Regions from separate parts of the Callithrix jacchus genome. Here region 1 is linked to region 2. A link is a contact called in public Hi-C data. All regions are on one chromosome and are shown on one strand. Each heading gives the region's core, a stretch centred on a gene start, on an enhancer-like site or on the middle of the called end of the contact. The rest is flanking DNA. Distances are from core to core; before and after follow the strand shown.

Region 1 (6,598 bases), core at 2,998-5,497, 130 kb before region 2:
TAATGGAAGTACATGTCACCACAGCAGAGGAGGGGGCCTGTTATGGCCCCACAGGGTCCCCATGCACCCCACTCCTTCTGGGTTGGACTGTAGACAGCTGTGGGGACCCCAAGCACCCAGTCACCCTGCTCAGAGTCAGAGGACAAAATGGGTCCAGGGACAAGTGTTCAAACCCATGAGAGAGTTACCCAGGTTAATAATGACTCTCCCCATGAGAGGGAGGGAGGGAGAGACAGAGAGCTAGAGATAAAGAGGGAGACAAAGAGATGGGGGAGAGAGAGACAGACACAGAGATGGAGACAGAGAGGGAGAGAGAGAGACAAAAAGAGAGAAACAGACACAGAGAGGGTGAGAGACAGAAACAGGGAGATAGACACAGCAAGACAGAGACAGGGAGAAAGATGGAGAGAGACAGGTGAGGGTGGGTGAGGGAGCTGGGAAGGGGAGAAGTGGATAAAGAGGGAGAAGACGGAGATGCAGAGAGAGAGGGAGACAGAGGGAGGGGGAGCTGGGGAGAGAGAAGGAGATGGGGAGGGGGCCCCACCCCACCCAGGCGGCCTCACCTGCTGAGTAGGGCTCCTGCTTCTCAGGATAGATAAACTCCTGCCGCTCATACTTGGCCCGGATCCACTGTTCTCGAAGGAGCCTGCCAGGAGAGGAGAGACTGAGCCACTGGGCTGAGGCGGCCTCCAACCCCACACACATGCTGCTCTCTGGGCTGCTGACCCCAAAAGAACTGAGGGGTCAGCCTCCAGGGCACTGGACATGGCTATCAGGTACCCATGCTTCTCAGAGAGCTGAGTGAGATGCCTGCCAGCTTTTTTTTTTTTTTTTTTTAAACGGAGTCTTGCTCTGTCACCCAGGCTGGAGTGCAATGGTGCGATCTCTGCTCACCATAACCTCTGACTCCCAGGTTTAAGCAAGTCTCTGCCTCAGCCTCCCGATAGCTGGGATTACAGGTGTGCACCACTACGCCCGGCTACTTTTGTATTTTTACTAGAGACAGGGTGTCACAATGTTGGCCAGGCTGCTCTCAAACTCCTGACCTCAGGTGATCTGCCCACCTTGGCCTCCCAAAGCGCAGGGATTACAGGTGTGAGCCCCCATACCCAGCCCAGCTTTGGTTTTTAAAACGGTTTGCTCATCAGTTAGTTCCCTCTTTTGATGTCTCCTCTTTATTTACTACTTTTTTTTGAGATGGAGTCTTGCTCTATTGCCCAGGCTGGAATGCAGTGGCATGATCTCAGCTCACTGCAACCTCCACCTCCAGGGTTCAAGCAAGTCTGCCATCTCAGCCTCCTGAGTAGCCAGGATTACAGGCACCTGCCCCCATGCCCAACTAATTTTTATATTTTTAGTAGAGATGGGTTTCCACCATGTTGCCAAGGCTGGTCCTGAACTCCTGACCTCAGGTGATCCACCTGTGTTGGCCTCCCAAAGTGCTGGAGTTACAGGTGTGAGCCACCATGCCTGGCCTTTTCTTCTTTTTTTTAGTGAGATGGTGTCTCACTGTGTTGCCCAGGCTAGAGTGCAGTGGTGCAGTTGCAGCTTACCCCAGTCTTGACCTCCTAGGCTCAGGCGACCCTCCTGCCTCCGCTTCCTCAGTAGCTGGAACCACAGGCACATGCCACCACACCTGGGTAATTTTTTTTTGTAGACACAGGGTCTTGCCATGTTGCCCAGGCTGGTCTCAAACTCCTAGGCTCAAGCGATCCTCCTGCCTTTGCCTCTCATAGTGCTGGGATTTTGGGCATGAGCTACCTCACGCAGCTGAACCCCTCCTTTTCATGTGCACCTCTGTGATGATTAGGGAGGCTGGCTCATCTAGGATTTAGAAAGTAAAAGCCCACCCCAGTCTGCCCGCCCGAGGCCCGGCAGCTTTTTTTTTGAGACAGAGTCTTGCTTTGTCACCAGGCTGGAGTGCAAGATCTCGGCTCACCGCAACCTCCGCCTCCCGGGTTCAAGCAATCCTCCTGCCTCAGCCTCCCAAGTAGCTGGGACTACAGGCTCACGCCACCACACCCAGCTAATTTTTGTATTTTATAGTAGAGGCAGGGGTTTCACCATGTTGGCCAGGATGGTCTCGATCTCACCCACCTCAGCCTCCCGAAGTGCTGGGATTACTAGTGTGAGCCACCATGCTTGACTGACCTTATCTTAACCTGAATTCATCTGCAAAGATCCTATTTTTTTTTTTTAAGTTTAGTTTTTTTTTGTTGTTTTTTTTTTTTGAGGTGGAGTTTTGCTCTTGTTGCACAGTCTAGAGCGCAATGGCAGGATCTCAGCTCTGGCAGGATCTCGGCTCATCGCAACCTCCATCTCCCAGGTTCAAGCGATTCTCCTGCCTCTGCCTCCCAAGCAGCTGGGATTACAGGCTCCCACCACCATGCCCAGCTACTTTTGTATTTTTACTAGAGATGGGGTTTCTCCATGTTGGACAGGCTGGTCTTGAACTCCTGACCTCAGGTGATCCGCCTGCCTAGGCCTCCCAAAGTGCTGGGATTACAGGCGTGAGCCACTGTGCCCAGCCGATTCTATTTCTTTTCTTTCTTTTAGAGACAGGGTCTCACTGTGTCTTCCAGGCTGGGGTGCAACAGTGCAATCACAGCTCACTGCAGCCTCCAACTCTGGCACTCTAGGATCCTCCTGCCTCGGCCTCCCGAGCAGCTGGGACTAGAGGTGTGCACCACGACAGCTTGGCTAAGTTTTTAATTTTTTGTAGAGACAAGAGCTCAGTATGTTGCCCAAACTGGTCTGGAACTCCTGGGGTCAAGCAGTCCTCCCACCTGGGCCTCCTACAGAGCTGAGATTACAGGCGTGAGCCTTGTGTCCGGCCCCTATTTCCAAGTAAGTTCACCTTCACAGGTGCTGCGGGTTAAGACTTGAACACGTCTTTTTGGGGACACCAGGCAGCCACCTGAGCTGCTCTGGCTGTGTGACCGCAGAGGCATTGCCCCCCCAGCACCCAGCATCCTGTCTGCAACCCGAGGGTCACAGAGCAGCCTCTTGGAGCCATAGGAGAACCCCAGGCTATAGTGTGGAAGCCAGGGGCTTCTGGACAAGAGGCAGGTGCCAGGGATGGCTTTGACAACCACACCTGCCAAAAGCCCTCAGGGCAGGGCACCCACGGGGTCTGCAGCCCTGCCCTGGTGCAGATTCCGCCCTGTGTCCATCCCTGAGTGTCCGTCCCTGAGTGTCCGTCCCTGAGTGTGCCTTCTGCCCGAGTTCGGCCGGCTTCTGCTGCATGGATTTCAGGACCCCGTCAACACCCTTCCTGGAGGCTTTGCCTCTCAGGAAAGTGACCCCGCAGAGTCCTAGCTTTGCTTTTACACAGTGAATGAGTGGCTCATACAGGTGGGTTTTTTCCCTTTTTATTACAGGGAAAATAGCCAGGGTGGTGCTCACAGCCCCGCACCTGCCACTCAGCCCCCGGCCCTGGCCCCTGTTGGCCATTCCAGGTGTTTATGAGGCTGCCACCACCTGAACTGCACCCCCATCCTACAGGGAGACCTGCCCCCAGGGCCTGAGTGTGCCTTGAGTTGGAAATATCGTGGTTGCAGTTTAGTTAAGATGAGGCCACACAGGAGCAAGGTGGCCTCCAATCAATGTGCCAGGAGCCCTTAGGAAGGGGAATTAGGACACAGATGGGCACACAGGATCCACCATGTGAGGACACGCCCCAGAGAGGCCTCGTGAGAAGCAGCCTCCAACCTCCAGCCTCCAGAGCAGGGAGAAAGTAGATTTCTGTTGCTCTGGGCTGCTGGGCATGTGTTTCTGCATTCTGGGAGCCCCAGACATGAATGCAGAGCCCTGTCCAGCCTGGACACAGGGGTGCTTGCTGGGATGGGAAGAGAGGAGCCCCCCAGCCAGTGCTGCCAGCAGCTGAGGGCTCGCCCTGTTCACCCCTCGCCACACAGGAAGCGGGGAGGGGCCAGTTTCCACCCAGAAATAAAACCAAGCAGAGCAGCCACACGACTTTCTTTCCCCGATGTCAAGATAGAAACTCGAGGGCCCTGAGGGTGACACAGGAAAAGGCGGGTCCCGGCCTCTGAGTCACAGGCCTGTGCTAAAGATAATCACATGGGACCCTCTGCACTCCCCTGGGGGCTCACCCTCCCCTGTTATGTCGGGGGAAACTGAGGTCCTGGGCCTCTACCTGGCTGGAGGCAGGTAGGGTGCCTGTCCTACCTGGAGCTACCCCCAGTGTGTCACAGCCGGGAAGCCACAGGGCATGGTGTGGGGACCTTCCAGGACCCTGCTCCGGGACCATGCCCACCACTCTTAGCTCCTGCAAAGATGCCACCCTCCAGGCTACACAGCAGGACCACGCTGCACCCCCCCCCAGGCTACACAGCAGATCCACACTGCACCCCCACACCCTCCAGGCTACACAGCAGGACGATGCTGCACCCCCTCGCCACCCTCCAGGCTACACAGCAGGACCACGCTGCACTGCCACCCCCCCACCCTCCAGGCTACACAGCAGGACCATGCTGCACCGCCCCCCGGAGGCTACAGAGCAGGACCACACTGCACCCCCCCACCACTCTCCAGGCTACACAGCAGGTCCACAATGCACCCCCCCCCGCCACCCTCCAGGCTACACAGCAGGACCATGCTGCACTGCCCCCCCCCACTCCAGGCTACACAGCAGGACCATGCTGCACCGCCCCCCCCCACTCCAGGCTACACAGCAGGACCACACTGCACCCCCCCACCACTCTCCAGGCTACACAGCAGGTCCACACTGCACCCGCCCCCTACTCCAGGCTACACAGCAGGACCACACTGCACCGCCCCACCCCACCCTCCAGGCTACACAGCAGGTCCACGATGCACCCCCTTCCAGTTACACAGCAGGTCCAGGCTGCACCCACCCCCCCAGGCTACACAGCAGGACCACGCTGCACTCCCCCATCCTCCAGGTTACACAGCAGGTCCATGCTGCAACCACCCCCCGCAACTCTCCAGGCTACACAGCAGGTCCATGCTGCATTCCCCCCCAGGTTACACATCGGGTCCACACTGCAGCCCCCCAGGTTACATAACAGGTCCAGGCTGCACTCCCCCCTCCAAGTTACACAGCAGGTTCATGCTGCACTCCCTGATATGCCCACCATGCCGCAGCATCCAGGGCTCACACAGGCTTCACACCCCACCCCAGATGGTGGGTGTCAGCCCCAGGAACTTCCTCACCCAGGACCCAACAGCAGCAGCCCCCAGCCCACAGAGCACAACTCCCCCAGGCCCCGCACCCATGTCTACTCCTGGTCCCGGCTCAGAACAGCCCAAGAGTGAGAAGAGGAGGAACTCGAGGCAATGACCCAAGCCACAGAGCAGCCGGGGGTGGGGTGATAAAATAATGTATTGAAAATAGCTGTGCTGGGGCTCCCTGATTCATACTGAGAACCTGCAGGGCGGGGCTAGGGTTTCCCTATGAGAGCTGGGGCAGAGGAGGAGCTGCTGGCACCCAGGGTCTCAGGATGCAGGCACAAGGGGCCAGGGCCCCAGGCCTACCCTTGTGGGAGGGGAGAGGTGAACAGAGGGGCTGAGCCAACAGCCTCAGTCTCCTCAGCGGCGACATGGGAACTGCAGCTGGACCTGTCTCCAGGTTTCAGGGAGGCTCATCAAGAAAACGCCTGTCGCTGGGTGCGGTGGCTCACACCTGTAATCCCAGCACTTTGGGAGGCCGAGGCGGGTGGATCACGACATCAAGAGATCGAGATCATCCTGGTCAACATGGTGAAACCCCCGTCTCTACTAAAAATACAAAAAATTAGCTGGGCATGGTAGCGTGTGCCTGTAATCCCCACTACTTGGGAGGCTGAGGCAGAAGAATTGCCTGAACCCAGGAGGCGGAGGTTGCAGTGAGCCGAGATCGCGCCATTGCACTCCAACCTGGGTAACAAGAGCGAAACTCCGTCTCAAAAAAAAAAAAAAAAAAAAGAAAACGCCTACCACATGAGGAGACTGGGGCCGGGCACAGTGACCCCTTAAAATAACAAATCAACATGCAGCAAAGAAACTACGGCACTCATGGCCTGAGCACCCCTCAGCCCTGCTCCCTGCAACAACCTAGACAGCCCTTCACCAAGACCCAGGGAGGCCAGCTGGCACTGTGATCCCAGCACTTTAGGAGGCTGAGGCAGGAGGATCACTGGAGCCCAGGAATTTTCCACCAGCCTGGGCAACATAGAGAGACCCCCCTGTCTCTGTATTAAAAAGAAAAAAAAGAAAAGCCCAGGGTGGTCTGTAGGGTTAGCAGCCAGGAAGTCCGTCCCTCCTCCCTCCTCCTCCTCCCTCTTGCTCCTCCCTACCCTGCTCCCCACCCGCCTTCCATATTCTCCAAGAGGCCCTCGGATCCAGTGAGGACACCTGACCCCGCTGCCCCCTCAAGGAGCTCACTGCAAGGGGCACAGACCCCAGGCAGGGCCCTAGATGCCAGGGAAGGCCTCTGGTAACTGCAGTCCCCCCAGCAGCTCCGTGGTGGACTCTCTCACCCCCGTGTCAGGGCAGAGCCAGCAACAGCACTCAGGCCCCTGGGGCTGGGAGGCCAGGGGTCTCTGCTTTTCTGCCGCACGGTGGCTCACACTGAACC
Region 2 (7,538 bases), core at 2,079-4,578:
GAGCGGAGAGGGCCAAGCACTCAGGATGGAAGAACCCTGGGGAAGGTGTCCACAAAAGCCTTAGACTCTGCCTAAGTGGTATCCAAAATGGCTTTCTGATTCCTGGACTTACACCCAGACCCTCCTTTCGCATAGAGTGCCCCCACACATCCCCATGGTCCCGGAGCCATAAGCATCCTGGTTGCCCATGGTCATCACACACTAACCACACACTGACCCACCCATGGGGCCTCTGCTGCCCTTCTTCTCTCGCCACCCCCCACCTGCAGCACATGTGCAGAGGAGGCCATGGAAAAGGTCCAAAGCACACATGACTGCAGCTAAACTCATGAATGGCCTTGCACACGCAGTGGTGCAGACTCAGCTCAGCCGCCCCAGGCCCGGCACACTTGTGGGGCCGCCGCTGTTCCTTGGATTTCTAGGGTCAAACAGAGTCTAGTCAAGGAAGGGCTGTGCATCCTGCTGGTGCGTTTAGCCACATGATTAAGCACATTTCATAATCAGACATGATCATCCCATCAGACACAGAGCTTTCCAGAGCAGTCTGAGGGCTGAGGTTACCGCTTCCCTAAATGTTTCAGGGGCAACACCAGGGACACCAGCCAGGCCTGCAGCCCTCCTTGTAGAAGGGCTTTAGTTATGGAGTCAACTTCTTCTTTTTTTTTTTTGAGATAAAGTCTTGCTCTAACACGCCCAGGCTGGAGTGCAGTGGCACAATCTCGGCTCACTGCAACCTCTGCTTCCTGAGTTCAGATTCTCCTGCCTCAGCCTCCCAAGTAGCTGGGCCTACAGGTGCGCACCATCATGCCCAGCTAAGTTTTGTATTTTTAGTAGAGCTGGGGTCTCACCATGTTGGCCAGGCTGGTCTTAAGCTCCTGACCTCAAGTGATCCACCTGCCTTAGCCTCCCAAAGTGCTGGGAGCAAAGGCGTGAGCCAGGGCGCCTGGCCTGGAGTCAACTTCTTTAACCTTTACAGGACTGATGGAGGCTTCAAATTCTTCTTGGGTCACTAAGGTAATTTGTATTTTAAAAGAACCTGCCCAATATTGGCATACGGTTGTTACAATGTTCCCTTACTGTCATTTTGTTGTCTCTAGAAGGATCTGAAAACGTCCCGGGCCCACCAACCAAAACCAGGTCCTGAAACTCAGGGCTGGCCACAGAGAGGAAGGCACTCTTGTGACCTGTGGTTCTCACCCATTCTGCGGCTTCACACGGAAACAACATAAACCCTCCTTTGGTATGAATTTAAAAATAATTAAAGACAATGACCAGAGGCCAGCGGAAGGGAAGGGCAGAAAGCTTTCTAGCCACAATGCCCTTCCTCACCCTGTTCCACTCCTGTTTGGGAGACACATGGCCGGCAGCTGCTCCCCAGCACCAGCAGCTCTTCCTGCGTGTCCCAGGTGAGCTCCCACCCACCCCTCAGGCTCAGCTTCCCAACCTGTAATCCTGCTAGAATCTGTGACTGAGCTGCCGTGGTACTGACTTGCTGCTATTCAACAACTTAGAGCTTTCTTACCTTCTCACAAGTCCCTGAGCCACTGTTTTCACTGTGGTTTCCTTCCCCGGCTGGTATGTGGTTCTTATGAAAACAGAAGGTCTGTGGGAAAAGTGAAGAATGCCCTTGAATTCACCGCTGCTGCAACGCCCCCTTCCCAAACCCTGGCACCCTTCTTGGGGTTCCACAGCACAGGACCTGGCAGCCAGCATCTCAACACTGGGGAACACATTCCTCCCTCTCCTCGGGGCAGGTCCAGCCCAGCGGGTGCAGGGCCAACTCCAACAAGTGCTTTCTAAACTGCAATTTCCTTGTCTACAAAAGGACAATCCCAACGACAGAACCTAGGGTCAGAGCTGCATGAACTGCAACCAAGTGGCGTTTACAGCAGCACACGGCACTCAGCAGACCAGAGGCGCTCAGTGACCACTGCCACAGTGACCGTTAGCACGGCGGGGTAGGGGGCAAGGAAGCAGCGCTGCAGACGTGGAGCCAACCTGAAAACTGCCTTCCTTGGAAACGCTTCTGTCCCAGAACCTGCAACTCCCCAAGGTGTCTGTGTCCCATGGCCCCAGGCCCCATGCTCTGAGGTCGCAGAGGCGTCCGAGGCCAGGAGGGGTGCTGAGGAGATGCAGAAGAAACAGCATAGCAGCTGGGGAGGCGGCAGCCATGAGGCCTGCGCCTGACATGCCACACAGCCTGCTGAGCAAACACCCGAGGGACCTGCCAGTGTCATAAGCTCTGCCGATCAGAGAGCAGAGGGCAAGGCGGGTGGAATCCAGGGTGGGTACAGAGCTGAGAGCAGGACAGACATCCCTCCAGCCTGGCAGCTGCCCCACGTCATAAGCAGGAAGATGCATGAGCCGGGGGGCTCCTCCTTGCGACTACAGATATGTGGGCTGTGGGAGAGCAGCGGAATGAACCAAGGGCAAAGCAGTCTGTGGAGGGCGCCTGCAGCATCCCAGGACCAGCCTTGCCGTAGCCTCTGCCCAACACACCCCCTCCTCTGGCCTCCTTGAATTCTCCTGAGGACCAAACATGCGAGGGGTGTGGCTCCTAGGCCACCTGAGCAGTGACAAGCTGGAAGGATGGTTAGAAACAACCATTTGAGGGCTCTGGAAGCCAACCGAGGCCGCACAACAAATCGGGTCACGTTTATTAAAAAAACCTCCTGATCTCCAGTAAGAACAGCAGAGTCTGAGTCACCAAAGCCTGGGGATGTCACTTTCCAGGGCACCCCACTCTCAGCTCCAGTGGTCGAGTCCACCAAGTCAGGATGGGTCCAAGGACCAGAGGGTGAAGCAATTCACAGTGGAGCTCGGGAAGATCCGCGCCTGGGGCCCTGTCAGAAACCACGGGGGTCTTGTGACAAGCAGCTGAGGGAGGCCAACGTGGCAGAGTCAGGGCTGTACAACTGGCTGGAACAAGCATTCAGACCCGCTAGAAGGGTAGGAGAAGCACTGCAGCGTGGAGCACACCAGGGAGGGGCATGCCAGGGAGGAGCACGCCAGGGAGAAGCACCGTCAGTGAGGCTGCAAGGGGCACCACTGTGAGAGGCACCACCTTTCCTGGGCCTGCATGGTGCTCAGCAGGCGGCGGTGGGGGGACCTCTCTCCCAGGCACAGGCTCTGGGGAGTAGTCCCCCTGCAGCACTGGTGGTCTCCTGTGGATGTGCCGTGCTGGTTTTCAGAGACTGCAGGTGGGCTGGGCGAGGTGTAAACAGGCCTGAGAGGGTTCCCTTAACATGAGTAAGCGTCATCCACAAGGCATGAGCACCAGGGAGAAATGTAAAGGTCTACACTTGCAGTTTCCAACAGGGCTGGCCCTGGGAAAAGCCGCAGAGGAAGGGAAGCTGGCCCTGAGTTAATGTCCAAGATCTTTTCCTCCACTTGGCAGGGCTCTCTGCCTTCAGGGACCAGGGACTGGGGGACTCAGCCAGGACTCTTCCCAGCCCAAAGCTGCAGCCTTCTCAGAGAGCTGGGGGAGGGGAGCATAGGGACGCATGCTGCTTCTAGCAGCAGCTCCTGCACAGCCCATGCCTGACCCCTGGGTGAAGCTCCAGGTGCAGGCTTACAGGGCCCAAATGCGCTCCTGGGGCTTGGCTAGTCGGCCAGGATTGCAGGCCGATCAGGTGAAAACCTGGGCTTTACCACCTTACCCCATGCGGGACTCACAGCCAGGCCAGGCCTCACCTGCCCGCTGGGACTCTGGGACAGTGCCTGCTCTAGACAGAGGCTGGGAGCTCCGTGAAGGACACATGGAGTGGGGCAGGGCCTGTAGCTCACCCGTTTGGCTCTGGCTGGCCAGGTGTCCCTCAAGCCCTAGTTCACTCTTCCCCCAAACACTCAGCTCCATCCCCCCACCGCCCCAGCTGGTCAGGGATCTGTCAAGGCTGCTGGTGAATGGCCAGCTGAGGAGGTGGGAAGGCCTGTGGAGAGGGAGGGCTGGGGCCACGAGGGGCAGGAGGGCACGAAGGTTGCTACAGGAGGAGCAGGAAGCCAAGAGCCGCTAACAGCCCCACCAGGTCCTGCCAGGGCAAAGCAGCCAGCAAGGAGTGGCCACCGGGATCTCGGTCCTGACAGCCACCCTTGCCAGGAGCCTGTGGAGCCACAAAACCCTGGCTGCCAGGGCCAAGACCCTCCTGCCTGCTGCCCATAGTTCATGGCAACAGGAGTGGGGTCAGTCCAGCCCACAGGGCCAAGCACCCACTGAGCTTTGTGAAGGAGTGCTGACGGGCTCACACAAAGTGGCCTCCATACAAGGGAGGAGAGGCTGACATGGCCTGCACTGGGCAGACAGGGCCACGGGCATCCCAATGGGGCAGAAGCAGCCATCTCTAATGAACTCCAGTCCTGTCCTGCTGATTCAAACCTGCTCTCGGCACCGTGGAACAGCCAGGACAGTGGGACAGTGGGAAGGGCTTCTCATGGGCAGGGGAGGAGCTGTGTGCTGTTTCTAGGTATGGGGACAGTGGGAAGGGCTTCTCCTGGGCAGGGGAGGGGCTGTGTGTTGTTTCTGAGTATTGGGACAGTGGGAAGGGCCTCTCCCGGGCAGAAGAGGGGCCGTGTGCTATTTCTGGGCATCCTGCTGCTGAGGAGGGAAAGGGGAGCTGAGAAGCTCCAGGATTTCTCAAGGGTGATGCATGGAGGCCCAGGGCCTTGGTCCATCTTCACTGACAGTATAGGGGTCCCGCAGGTATGCGCTGGGTCTCCCGACCCAAGTGAGAAGCAAGATGTGCCCAACCTCCACCTCTGGATGGACAGAAACACATCCCACAGCCTTTGCCAGGGTGAGGCGGCAGTGGAGAAGCAACCACAGCCAAGGCTGTGTCCCAAGGCCTTTATACGATGAAGTCTCAAATTACACTCCCAAGCAACTAGAAGCTGAGACCCGAGGGCCCACAGGGACAGAGCTGAGGCCAGGGAAGGGTGACCAGCAGACCTCCACAGCCATCCTGGGTCCCCAAGCAGGCAATGTCTGGCTGCTCTTCTGCTGTCCGCTTCCCTACATGGGCACCCCAAATCACGCGAGAGAACTGTGACCTCAGAAGTTCACGCTGCTTCTACACAGAAACAATAATGTGTGAACCACCTTGGGAAGATGTGTAAAACAAGAGCAGACCTGGAAAGGATCTAGAAAAGCAGTTCAGAAACTGCTCAACTGTCCACCCAGGGGAAACAGTTTCGTGAACTACCGTCACAGCACTGCAATTACTTATCCATTAAAAATGATAATAAAACCCAGGAAGACGCCCGGAAAACATTGAATAAACCAGTGTGCTGAGCAAATCTGCAGAACTCCCGTCCATGCCCAGAGCAGATGCATTACGGGAAGTGAGGCGGGGGCAGCTCCTTTGAGGTGCCCATGGTGGGCAGGCCCTGGCCAGGGCTGAGAGGCCCAGGGGCAGGGGTGATTCCCAGATGCCCTCCAGGAGGCATGGGCCCACAGGAGACACCAGCCCTCATCACAGGAGTCCCCTGCCTCCCGGCTCTGGGGAAGCAGCCTGGAGAAGTGGAGAAATTCCACAATTTCTAGAACCACTCTGAAGGGCTGTTGAAGGAGCAAGAGCCAATACTGCCAATGAGCATACAATTCTCAAGGGCCTGGCTTTGGGGAGCTCCCCAAGCCCCCAGCCTGACCTTGGCAGCCCCTCGGCACAGCTCGGGAGTGAGTCCCACAAACTCCTGGCTTTTGGCCCGAAACAGACTGCGCAGAGTTCTTCCCAGGGAACTCCGGGGCTCAGTAAGATCCTTTGCTTTCGCTGAAGTTAGAAGCATAGGTTCTGGCGGGAATGAAAAACTGAGTGATCACTTTGGTGGTTTCATATAAAGCTAAATGTGTACTCACTGTAAGAACCAGCAATGCCCAATCTTAGGGATCCATCGAAAATAAAATTTACGCTCACATGAAACCCTGTATGCAGACATTCAGAGCAGCTTTATAACAGACGAAATCTGGAAGGAACTCAAGTGTCACCCCACGGTGGATGGACAGACTGCGGCACAGCCTACTGTGCTTAGTGGCGAGCAGGCACAGTCACTTCGCGCACAACGTCACACACAATCTCAAGTGCAGGAGGCAGGGGACAGCCAGGCTTGGGGGCTCCACACGCCCAGGTGCCGCCCGCGCGATGGGCTGGGGAGTCTGATCACCGGAGCAGAGGGCAACCATGCAGTGTTGGGTTGGATGGAAAGAGGGGTGGACCAACCAGGGACGGGCAGAGGAGTCTGGAACAGAATGGTTTCGTGTGCTGCCTGCAAGCGCAGTGCTTCTGTGACTAGATGCCTCTGTGGTGTGTGCCAAAAGGAGTATTTTACCACACGTACATTTAAAAAATTTTTAAAAGTCCAGGTTCTCAGCCAAAGCACCCAGGCTCAGACTGCAGTCACATCATTAAGCAGCTGAGTACCAGCAGCAATGACCTCATCCCTCTGACTCCATGACTTTGACTACAGAGGGTCGCAGTCAATTATATACAAAGTGCCCCACACGTGGGAAGCTCTCAGTGAGAGAGGGGGCCTGAGAACCGTCTGACCTGGGCCCTGCACCTTGGCCCACTCTGCTTGCACTGCCTTTAGGGGTAAGATAGGGGAGAGGGTGCCAGGCCGCCACGGCCCAGGGTGCAGGGGCCAGGTGGGAAGAACAAGAAGGCCAGCCAAGTGGGAGATGGCACGGGCCCTGCATGTCACTTTGCCTCCTAGGCTGCAGAGTGGCAGCAGTGGAGGAGAGGGGGAGCATGTCCCCCACCCGGCAGCCCAACAAGAGTGCGACCTGCGGCTCCCAAAGGGTTGGGTCCCTCCCAGCATGCCCTCATTCAGGACCACCAGCACCACCAGGGCTGGGAAACTGTGCCAGGCAGTGCCACATAGAGAATGGCTTGGTTCCTCCTAGTGTGCTGTCATCCAGGGCCACCAGGGCCCTCAGGGCGGGGGGCTGTGCTGGGCAGTACCACCGGGAGACAGGCGTGGTGCCCAGGCTGGGTGGGGGGGGTCTGCTCCACCAGACTGACCTCGCCAGGCCCGGGACTTGAGAGGGCTTCTGGGATAACTGTGAGGACCCCTCTCTCCTAAGACCACTCCTAAGAACCAGTGAGGTTCATGAAAGGTAGGAGAAGGGGAGCCTGTCTGGGGCCACTCAGAATTCTTCCCTTTCCTTGTAGAGCCTGGGCAGAAGAACCACAACAAAACCTAAGTACCAACACACCAGCTTTAGTTGGGCACGGCAGTAAGGGGGCAGCCCAGAGCAAGGGGCAGCCAGAGAGCCTGTGCGGCACCCATCAGGTGGACGGGGAAGGTGAGACCCGGCGCTCAGGTCACACATGCACATTAGGTAGCTGGGCACCAGGAGCACTGGCCTCATCCCACACACAGCAGGCAGGCTGTAGAGCCAGAGCCAACCCTGCTTAGGAACCCGGGAGCCCCTGACCCAGACGAGGCATGGCCTCGGGGAGGGACAGGGAGGCCTCTGAAAGCCATGGCTTCCTTCTGTCTGTACAGGGCTCCCTCCTGTCCACAAGAAAAGCGCAATAATAAGCAGA

Evidence for each region. A called contact is a pair of places that touch in the nucleus more often than the background predicts.
Region 1: a contact with region 2 is called in a Hi-C map of induced pluripotent stem cells, with 2.2 times the contacts expected there. The contact joins two enhancer-like sites. A contact is called at or near these places in 2 of 3 Hi-C or Micro-C datasets (induced pluripotent stem cells and skeletal muscle).

The regions. Positions count from the first base shown.
Region 1 is chr2:58,093,015-58,099,612 of calJac240_pri, reverse strand. It overlaps ADAP1 (ArfGAP with dual PH domains 1), which reads right to left. Exons shown (of 12, transcript XM_035290164.3): 5 at 564-646. Among named protein-coding and RNA genes, the nearest start is that of ADAP1, 35 kb to the right of the region's middle. Within about 2 kb of position 4,247, at least 2 of the 16 cell types and tissues checked have an H3K27ac peak or open chromatin away from gene starts, as enhancers often do.
Region 2 is chr2:57,957,156-57,964,693 of calJac240_pri, reverse strand. The region is part of intron 2 of CHLSN (cholesin); the gene reads right to left. Among named protein-coding and RNA genes, the nearest start is that of GPER1, 12 kb to the right of the region's middle. Within about 2 kb of position 3,328, at least 2 of the 16 cell types and tissues checked have an H3K27ac peak or open chromatin away from gene starts, as enhancers often do.